Linked DNA regions of Mus musculus: region 1 is linked to region 2. Evidence: chromatin contacts called from public Hi-C data. All regions are on one chromosome and are shown on one strand. Each heading gives the region's core, a stretch centred on a gene start, on an enhancer-like site or on the middle of the called end of the contact. The rest is flanking DNA. Distances are from core to core; before and after follow the strand shown.

Evidence for each region. A called contact is a pair of places that touch in the nucleus more often than the background predicts.
Region 1: a Hi-C map of embryonic stem cells shows a contact between it and region 2, with 2.1 times the contacts expected there. The contact joins two enhancer-like sites. A contact is called at or near these places in 4 of 484 Hi-C or Micro-C datasets (all in embryonic stem cells), 7 of 115 datasets of contacts at active chromatin or transcription factors (all in embryonic stem cells) and 1 of 9 other capture datasets (embryonic stem cells).

Annotation. Positions count from the first base shown.
Region 1 is chr14:91,653,789-91,658,526 of GRCm38.p6, forward strand. No RefSeq gene overlaps it. Among named protein-coding and RNA genes, the nearest start is that of Gm24127, 710 kb to the right of the region's middle. Within about 2 kb of position 2,498, at least 5 of the 459 cell types and tissues checked have an H3K27ac peak or open chromatin away from gene starts, as enhancers often do. A contact at or near this core is called in embryonic stem cells, where this site is marked.
Region 2 is chr14:91,476,891-91,481,463 of GRCm38.p6, forward strand. No RefSeq gene overlaps it. Among named protein-coding and RNA genes, the nearest start is that of Gm33246, 790 kb to the left of the region's middle. Within about 2 kb of position 1,806, at least 7 of the 459 cell types and tissues checked have an H3K27ac peak or open chromatin away from gene starts, as enhancers often do. A contact at or near this core is called in embryonic stem cells, where this site is marked.

The DNA.
Region 1 (4,738 bases), core at 1,248-3,747, 180 kb after region 2:
CTTTCTATCTCCCTGCTGCCTGCAACCCAGATATAAAACTCTCAGCTCCTTAACCAGAAGTACCTGTCTGTCACCATGCTCACTGCCATGCTAATAATATAATATATCTCTGAAACTTTAAGTGATCTCTAATTAAATCCTTTGTTTTATAAGAATTTCTGTGGTCATGGTGTCTTTTGATGAAGACAATAGAAAACAATCCCATTTCTTATGACATTTTTTAGATATTCTTACTCCTATTATAACCTCTACTTCTCTTCTACATATTTCTCCTCCTGTCTTCCCGATCTAAGACAACATCTCTCTATTTCCCATTTTCCCTTTCAAATCACTTATAACCTGGAATATATGTCTCTATTGTAACCTGACACATGCTCCCTTTGTATTTCTACATATACTCCAAGTTACATATTCATGTATGACCTTGGAACTAGGAATACAGATGAGATTTACAGATAAGTGATGGTTTTACTTCTGGGTCTGAATTACCTCACTTAATATGTTCTTTTCTAGATCTGACACATTTCCTGATTACATGTTGCTTTTCAGCTGACTAACACTTTATATATGTACCACATATTTATTATATATTCAATACTTGAAGGGAATTTTGGCTCTTTCTAATTTTTGGCAATTGAGAGTAGAATGGCACTTAAGAATGCTGAGCATGAATCTGTAGAGCAGGAATGAGAAGTCCTCATTCATTTTCTGTCAGTTGCAAATTGGACCACTGACTCTGAAACATCAATGTGGAATATCCTCAAAAGAGAAGGTAAATCCAATGCCCAGAAGAAGGTGGCCAACACAGAAGGGATGTTTGGTGGTTCTTTGTCCCATGATTTTGTATTAGGGCACTTTTAATTTGTTTTGTGTTTTGTCTTAACATGAGAGTTACATTTTGTATGTATTGTAGCTTTTGTTTTTGTGCTTTTTTTATGGATTCCTATGTATGCAGCCATGCGTTCCCTGAATCTATATGTGTTTCTACTGTTTCTTTTGTTTTCTTGTTTAGAACTATTCTTATATTTTACTTTTATTTTTTCTTTTATCGATTTTATTTTAGTTTATTATTGTTTCTTAGATGTATGCTTGGATTCTGTGGAAAGACAGAAATGTTGTGGATATGGAAGAAAATGGAGGAGAGATGTGGGCATAATTAGGGAAGAGGAAAGCATCCTGATATTATAGTGTATGAAAAAAATCTATTTTCAATAAAAGAGGGGGAAAAGAGTTAAAATGAATCTACCATCTGACAAAGCTAAACTACTCCTCATTATACACCCTATGGAAGGACATGTTTTCATAAGATCTCTATTCCAGTTTATGGGGTGGGGGATGAGGGGGTGCTCTTCACTCAAAGTATTAATTTAAGACTTTGTCTTATGAGCAAACAAAATTTCATTCTCTATAATCACTGCTGGGCTTTTGTAAATATCTTTGAAGTACATTGCATCTGAATGTGCCTCTACTGCCAATAGTTATTGTTTAGTAGCTTTCTTTTAAAATGCTTTATCTAAGATAGGTCATAAATCTCTTGCTGTAATGTGTTGCGATAGTTGATTTCAAATATCAGATCATATACTAGTTTTCTAGAAACAAATTTTGTATTGCAAGAAAATAAAATTTTGTTTTAAAACACAAAACAACATTAGAAATAAAAAAAAATGGTTTCTTTATCTGTTTCCATTGAAACCTAAGGAGGGTTAAAATATTCCTTGGAAAATTACCTTTAGTATTATATATTTAAATTATTTTATAAACTGTAGAATAGGTTGTAAAGCTTTAAGATGCAAAACTTCAGTGGGTTTTAGTATTATAATAAAATGCAATTTTGCTATTAATCATATCAATACTTTGTTTATAAAATCATATATATATATATATATACATATATATATATGAAAGATGGAAGGTGCTATTATTGTTGATAGAAGAACCTTTACATGATGAAACAATATAGCAACGTTTACAACTTCAGTTACAACCATCTTTTTCAGATAAACATAAAAATCTGAATAGCCTATTGTCCTAAATAAACAGATAATCAAATGTATAAATGTAAATGCTTTAGTTTGACTTAATTTTGCAACATAAAATTTTCTAATTTTAAGGATTCAATCACTTTCTCCCTTCAGAGGTCAGGCCATCCTGCAGACAAGGAGAGGAAAGACTTCCGAAGTGGGAGGGGATCAAGGACACCAGGAGATAGCTCAAGGTATCAGCCGAGCAGGGCTTATGTGGCCTCACAGAGTCTGTAGCAGCAAATGTTGTGCTTGCATTTATTTACATCAGGTCCTGTGTGTTATGTTGTGGCTGTTAGTTTGGTGATTTCCTGGGACTCCTAAAAGTGGGAGCAGTTGTAACCTTCCCTCAGCCTGAAGCTGGAGGAGCCAGACCTTGACCTTGCTGCCACTAAGGAGATTACCTAGGGTGGAGCCTGCCTCCCTAGATCACTTTATTGTTCAGCCACAGTTGCTGTTCCTCTTCAAAATACTGCTACCTGCTGGGAGGCCACCTAGCTATTCCTGAGACCACACCCTATCCTGCAGGTCATCACCTGTAGCTGGTTCTAGGCTCTAAGAATGAATTGGCAGGAATGGGCCTGCCCCCCACCTTTATAAGTGCATTCACCATTAAACATTTGAGCCTTGATCAGAACATTGTCTTGGCTCCATTTCTCTCTCTTTCACCTATTTTTCCTCTCTTTCATCCACAGTTTGCCTCCCAGGTGAAACTCAGTTCATGTGAGCCACTGGCCGGTTCTCAACAGTACCTCTGACTCTTTAGCCTGACCTTGAAGCATTTACTTCCTATTTGACTGCTTTGTCCAGACCCAATATGAGACATCTTTAATTTTAATTATATGTGACATTCCTGAGATTCTTGATAAATGTAGAATTTGATTCAGTATATCTGAATTTTTCTTGCCTTTTATTGTATCCTGTTTTGTTTTATTTGGCTGTTGTCTCTTGGGGGCAGCTTTGTGTGTTGATAATTTTATCAACCTTAAAACATTAAAAGATATTAGCATATATTTATGAAAGAAAAGGCTTGCATTTTGGAGCTAAAATGGAAGTTGATTAATGTATTGAAATGCAATAACTTTAAAATCTTTATGTACCACTTACTTTATGTTCAATTTATTTCTATCTCATATTCTTTGATAGTTAGTTTTAATATTAAGTAGGTAAAGATAAACTTAACTAGTAAATACATACAATAGCTTTGTTTCCTGCTGAAGGATCTAGAATTTCTAAAGCAAGAACAGGAACAGAGATTAGGTATTTGTTATAAATACAGAGTGTTGGGCTCCAACCAGATATTCTGAATTAAATTCTACATTTTGTCAAGAATCTCAGGAATCCTACATATAATTAAAATTGAAGGTGTACACTTTTATTTGTAAAGGTTCTATAATCAGAATAAAATAACTTCATGAAATATGGAAATTTAGATTGAAGTTTAGAGTTCAATGAGAAGATGCCACATTTTGTTTTACAAGAATGCAATTGAAATGGCACATGGAATTAAATATGCAGAAGCTATATGTACATATACAGAAATTATGTATACATGAAATTAAGTATACATGTACTATATGTGCATGTGTGTCTCTTTATACAGACACACATGCATGCACACATCATTATACACCCATGAGTTCACGTGCACAAGTATACACAAAAACACACACACAAAACACTCACACAATCATATACACATACACATATGTTCACATACAAATCTCAGTGCCATCAGAGGAAGACCAAGGTCTAAACATCATTCTTTCTTGTGTCCATTTTAGCTGCCACAAGCATAGCAGTAATTCACAATTATAATATTCCTTTGGAAATATTTGGGAATATTAATAGTAAAACAATTTTCTAATCCTATGTTTTCAGCCATTTATGAAACTAGGAAGACACTTGCTAAAGTTCTGCATGTGATCATCCAAGCTATTTATCAGTTTTATTCATCACACAACTCAATGTCTGTGTTAGGAATGCTACTAATGTGATGAAACATCATGACCAAAAGAAACTGAGGAGGGAAAGGTATATTTCACTTGACACTTTCACAAAATTGTTCTTCACTGAAGGAAATTGAGTCAGGAACCTGCAGGCAGGAGCTGATGCAGAGGCCGCACAGGTGTGAAGCTTACGGGTTTGCTCTTGAGAGGCTGTTCATTATGGTTTCATATAGAAACCAAGAAGGCCAGCCAAGGATTCCCATCACTCAAAGTGGGCTGAGCCCTACAGGCTTGCCTGCCTATCGAGCTCAATCTTATGGAGACACTTTCACAAGAGAATTTCCTTCTGCTCAGATGTTTTTAATTATTGCCAAGCTGACATAAAGCTATCCAGGAAGCCCACATGTGTTACTGCAATGGTCATGGCAATTATTTTACAGAAATTATTTTATTCTCTGATAAGGGGTCAGACTTTCTCTTTTTAGCTCTTAACACATTTTCCAGAAATCCTTGTATTCAAGAATTCAGAAATTCTTGTAAAGTCAGAAAGGCTCTTTTTTCTCTTAGTTCTTTTCCTGTGACGATATCCTCAGCTTGGAAGACAGAAAGGACAAGAACTCATGAAGCAGTACATGAAAATTATATTGGGTTAAGTAAGTACTAGGGGAAAAAATCCTATGACAACTAAAATAATTAAAAAAGAAATTTCATAAGAGTTCTTCACTTTTAAATGGTTTTTATTGTCTATTTTAAATTGTTTTCTTTATA
Region 2 (4,573 bases), core at 556-3,055:
CACAAAAACTTCCACTCAGAATGAAAACTGTATGGTGCTTGCATGCGAAGTCTTTGGATTATTATTTTTTAAATTATTTTATTTATTTACATTCCTGCCTTTGACCCATCCCACTTCCCTTCCCATAGTTCCTCATCCCATTCTTCTACCTCATTCCTTCTGAGAGGGTGCTCTCCCCTCCTAGGAGACCTCCCCCTTCTCTGTGGCCTCAAGTCTCTCAAGGGTAAGGAGCATTTTCTCACACTGAGACCCAATCCTCTGCTATATTTGTGCTGGCTGGGACAAGCTCCTGTATACTGCTTGGTTACCAGGATCTGGGTGAGTTGAAACTGGGCCTCTTTCTATGTGGTTGCTTTCACCTTTAGCATCTTCAATCCTTCTAGTAAATCAACCATAGGGGTCCCCTACTTCAGTCCAAATGGTAGACTTCCTTTATACAAATGATGAACAAGCTGAGAAAGAAATTAGGGAAACAACTTCCTTCACAAGAGCCACAAATAATTTAAACTATCTTCGTGTAACTTGTACCAATCAAGTGAAAGATATGTATGACAAAAACTTCAAATCCTTAAAGAAAGAAATCGAGGATGTCAGAGCTCACAGATTGGTAGAATTAACAAAGTGAAAATGACCACCTTTCCAAAAGATTCAATACAATCATCATCAAAATTTGAACACAGTTCTTCATAGACATGGAAAGAGCAATTCTCAGCTTCATATGGAAAAACAAAAAACCTAGGATAGACAGAACCAATTCTGAAAAATAAAAGAATTTCAGGAGGAATCAGCATCCCAAACCTCAAGCTGTACTACAGAACAATAGTGATGAAGAGTGCAACTGCATGGTATTGGTACAGAGTCTGGTAGGTCACTCAATGGAATAGAACTGAAGACCAGGAAATAAACTTGATTTTGACAACGAAGCAAAAACCCATAGTGGAAAAAGAAAGGATCTTCACTAAATGGTGCTGGTCTAACTGGTGGCCTGTATGTAGAATAAGGCAAATTGATCCATAGTTATCACCTTGCACAAAGCTCAAGACCAAGTGGACCAAGGACCTAAACATAAAACCAGATACACTGAATCTAACAGAAGATAAAGTGGAAAAGAGCCTTGAACTCCTTGGCACAGGGGAAATTTTCCTGAGTTTTCCAGGCTCAGTCTCTAAGATCAGTAATTGATAAATGGGACCTCATGAAACTGAAAAGCTTCTGCAAGCCAAATGTCACCAACATTAGGACAAATAGGAAACCTGCAGAATGGGAAAATATCCTCACTAACACTATGCTATGCCCACTCCAGTGAAGTCTGCTTGAGAGGCCAAAAGTCCTGGAAGCACTCATGAGGCAAAGAGTTTCAAGGAAACTGTGCCTCCTGGGACCTTGGCATTCCCATAGCCCTTATACTCAAACCTTGTCCCGCTTTAGTCTGGTGTATGGATCCATGTGCTCTTTTTCAGCATTGTTTTATTATAAGTACCTTTAAGGATTGATTTTTGACATATAGATAAGCCTCCACCAGTGTTCCAATGTCCTAGAAAGTCCTTGAAGCTGATGGTGATCTTGGAATTCAGTAAGAAGGTTACCTATTTATAACATTCAAATTCACTTCGAGTAGAGACAGTGAAAATAAGCAGGCATTACAAAGAACAGAGCTAGAAAAGCTCAGAGCTAGTCTGCATAGTAATTACTTAGGACAATAGCCGAGTCACACCCAAACACAGGAATACACAATGGCCTAGAAAATGGGTGGATATGGTGCAGGTTTCTTCCTGATGCCCTGAGGAATAGCATAATAAGGTATTTACTAAAGAACCCTTGGTGGTAGGTTTAGCAATAGACTAGCATTACATCAGAGCATTCACCTGGTGCCTGTGTTTAGCTGATCTTTTAAATTAAGTGGTAAACGCCTGGTTCCTGCCATCTTTTGATGTATGCATTCCTTTCATTTTGTGTCACTGTAACTTGTCAGATGGTTTGCCAGGCTCTTCTTGTTTTTCTTCTGTATAAAAAAGTCTGGTGTTCATTTGGACATGACATTCAGATCCAACACACTCTCTCATGTCTGCATCTGTCCGAGACCCTGATTCTCACGGATTGAGGGGGGGTGGGGCGATTGAGCCCAGTCCATGGAAACACTACATCTGACTGAGGGCTAATATCCAAAATATAAAAAGAACTCAAGAAGATAACCTCCTAACACAAAACAAACAAAAACCCCAAATATACCAAATTAAAAATGGGGTATTAGAGCTAAAAAGACAATTCGCAACAAAAGAATTTCAAATTTCAGAAGCATCTAAAGAAATGTTCAAAGTTCTTAGTCATCAGGATAATGTAAATGAAAATGACCCTGAGAGTCTTCCTCATACCAATCAGAATGGCTATGATCAAAAACTCAAATGACAGCTCATGCTGGGGAGGACATGGAGAAAGAAGAACACTCTTCCATTGCTGGTGGAATTGCCAACTGGTGCAACCACTCTGGAAATCAATCTGGAGGTAACTCAAAAAATTGGAAATAGTTCTACCTCAAGACTCAGCTATCCATTCTTTGGATTCTTAAGATAAAGTTATGTCGATGAATTTTCTTGTGGAAACTTGATGCTATTAGTAAGAGAGAGAATAAGCAGAAATATAGGCTTATAATTAGAAACATATTGTCCTCTCCTTAGGAAAGGAAAAAAAAATTTCCAAACAAAAATTAAGGAAGGCTTATGAAATATATCAAAAAGACTTGGTTTATCAAAGAAGGAAAATTCTAGGAAAATACTATCACACGAAAAACATATTTCCCTTATTACATACAATCTTTTTATAGTTGTAGATTATGAAAATATAGAATGTAATATATTTAACATACTAAAATCTTATTAATTGTTGAATAATTTTATATATTTCTTTTAATATTTGAGTATAAATTATTCACAAAATACTTATTCCTTTCTTTAATTCCATATTAGTACTTTTAAATTTTAATTTGACGTAAATTTAAATTTCAAATAAAGAGTAATAATGCTATACATATGTAGTACTTCCAAAAGAAAAGCAAAGTTGTATTACATTATTCACAACAATCTAATGCTCTAAGAAAATTTTAAGACATTATTGAAGAACAGCATCAAAGGAAAATGTGTAATAATAACATGCATATATATAAAAATACACCCTAAAAGGCTTTGTTTACCAACATCTAAAATAATAAACATAAAATATCCAAATCTAACATCAAAATGATGGAATACATTATTTTAAATTTTAGTACACATACAATTTAAAACATTTTAAATAATTCCTTTGTTCGCACAAAATCTCAATATATAAGAGCTTTACTGAAATAGTTTACCTTCTTAACACTTTTTTCTTTCATATGCTGATAATTATTTATCATCTCTTTAATGGTAAAAATCAACTTTAATAGAACACAATTTTTTAGCTATGTTTTCTAATGTAAATATGTTTTATTGTAATTTTACATGTATGCAAAAATTAAAGCTGATATCAGAAAATTCATAAAACAACAGAAATATTTGCTGAGCCTATGAGATACTCATTCAACATAACTTTGAATATTTTGGGCTCAAATGCATTTTAATTAATGGTCCTTTTAAAAAGAATCCATGTGCCTTGCAGTCATTTCAATTTGGTAATAGTAATGGTAGGATTGGAGCTTAAGTAAATATAATGCCTTGAAGCTAAAATTGATACACTTAGATTAATAATAATGGGCACTTTCAGTTTCCCTCACATGTTCTCAATTGAATAACTATTCATAAGCTTTAAACATGTTTTACTCAAATGTGTTTCTAGATAAAATTTTATGTTCTTTTATTCATGGAAGAAATAATTGTTTTAAAGAATCATCTACAAAATACAAAACTTTAAAGATTGATTAGAGAATTTTGTGGATCTCCGGTGATTATAACATCAAATTTTGTACTTTATCCTGGAAGAAATGCTAGTGATAATTAAGGATTCAGACAATCTTTAGGCACTAATGAGAACAAATAGCTGATGAATTTACTGGAATAGATCACATGTAAGCCCTTCCTTGATTTTGAATCCCAAATGAGAATTTTCTTTTCTTGATTATTATCTGAATGTTCTTCCAAGTTCTTGTTAGGATTTCACCTCCATGTGGTGGTGTTAAAGTTGGTTCCTTTGAAAAATAATTAAGAGATTGTGACTTGTAAATACAAAAGGAATTAAAAATATGTAATCAGGGGAAAGTAGTGTAAGCTTTTGTTTCTCTTCTGAGTTTTGTCCTGAGCAAATGAAACACTTCTTCAGGGCTTTTGCAACAGATACTTGGTTGTAATGAGAGGGATCGACCATGGCTAAAGAGCAGACTTGCTCTTAATGTCCTAAAATTTATAGCTGGGATAAACGTACATTATTCATAAACTGTTCAGTCTGGGTACTTTAGAGCAAGGTAAAAACAACTTGAAGTGCCTTATTGAGTGTTCTGAATTATACTAATACAGTTTCCCCTCGATGAAATTAGTATATTCACATAATTCACTCAAGAAATACAAAATCCATGGTGGTCACCTTGCCTAACTTACACACTATT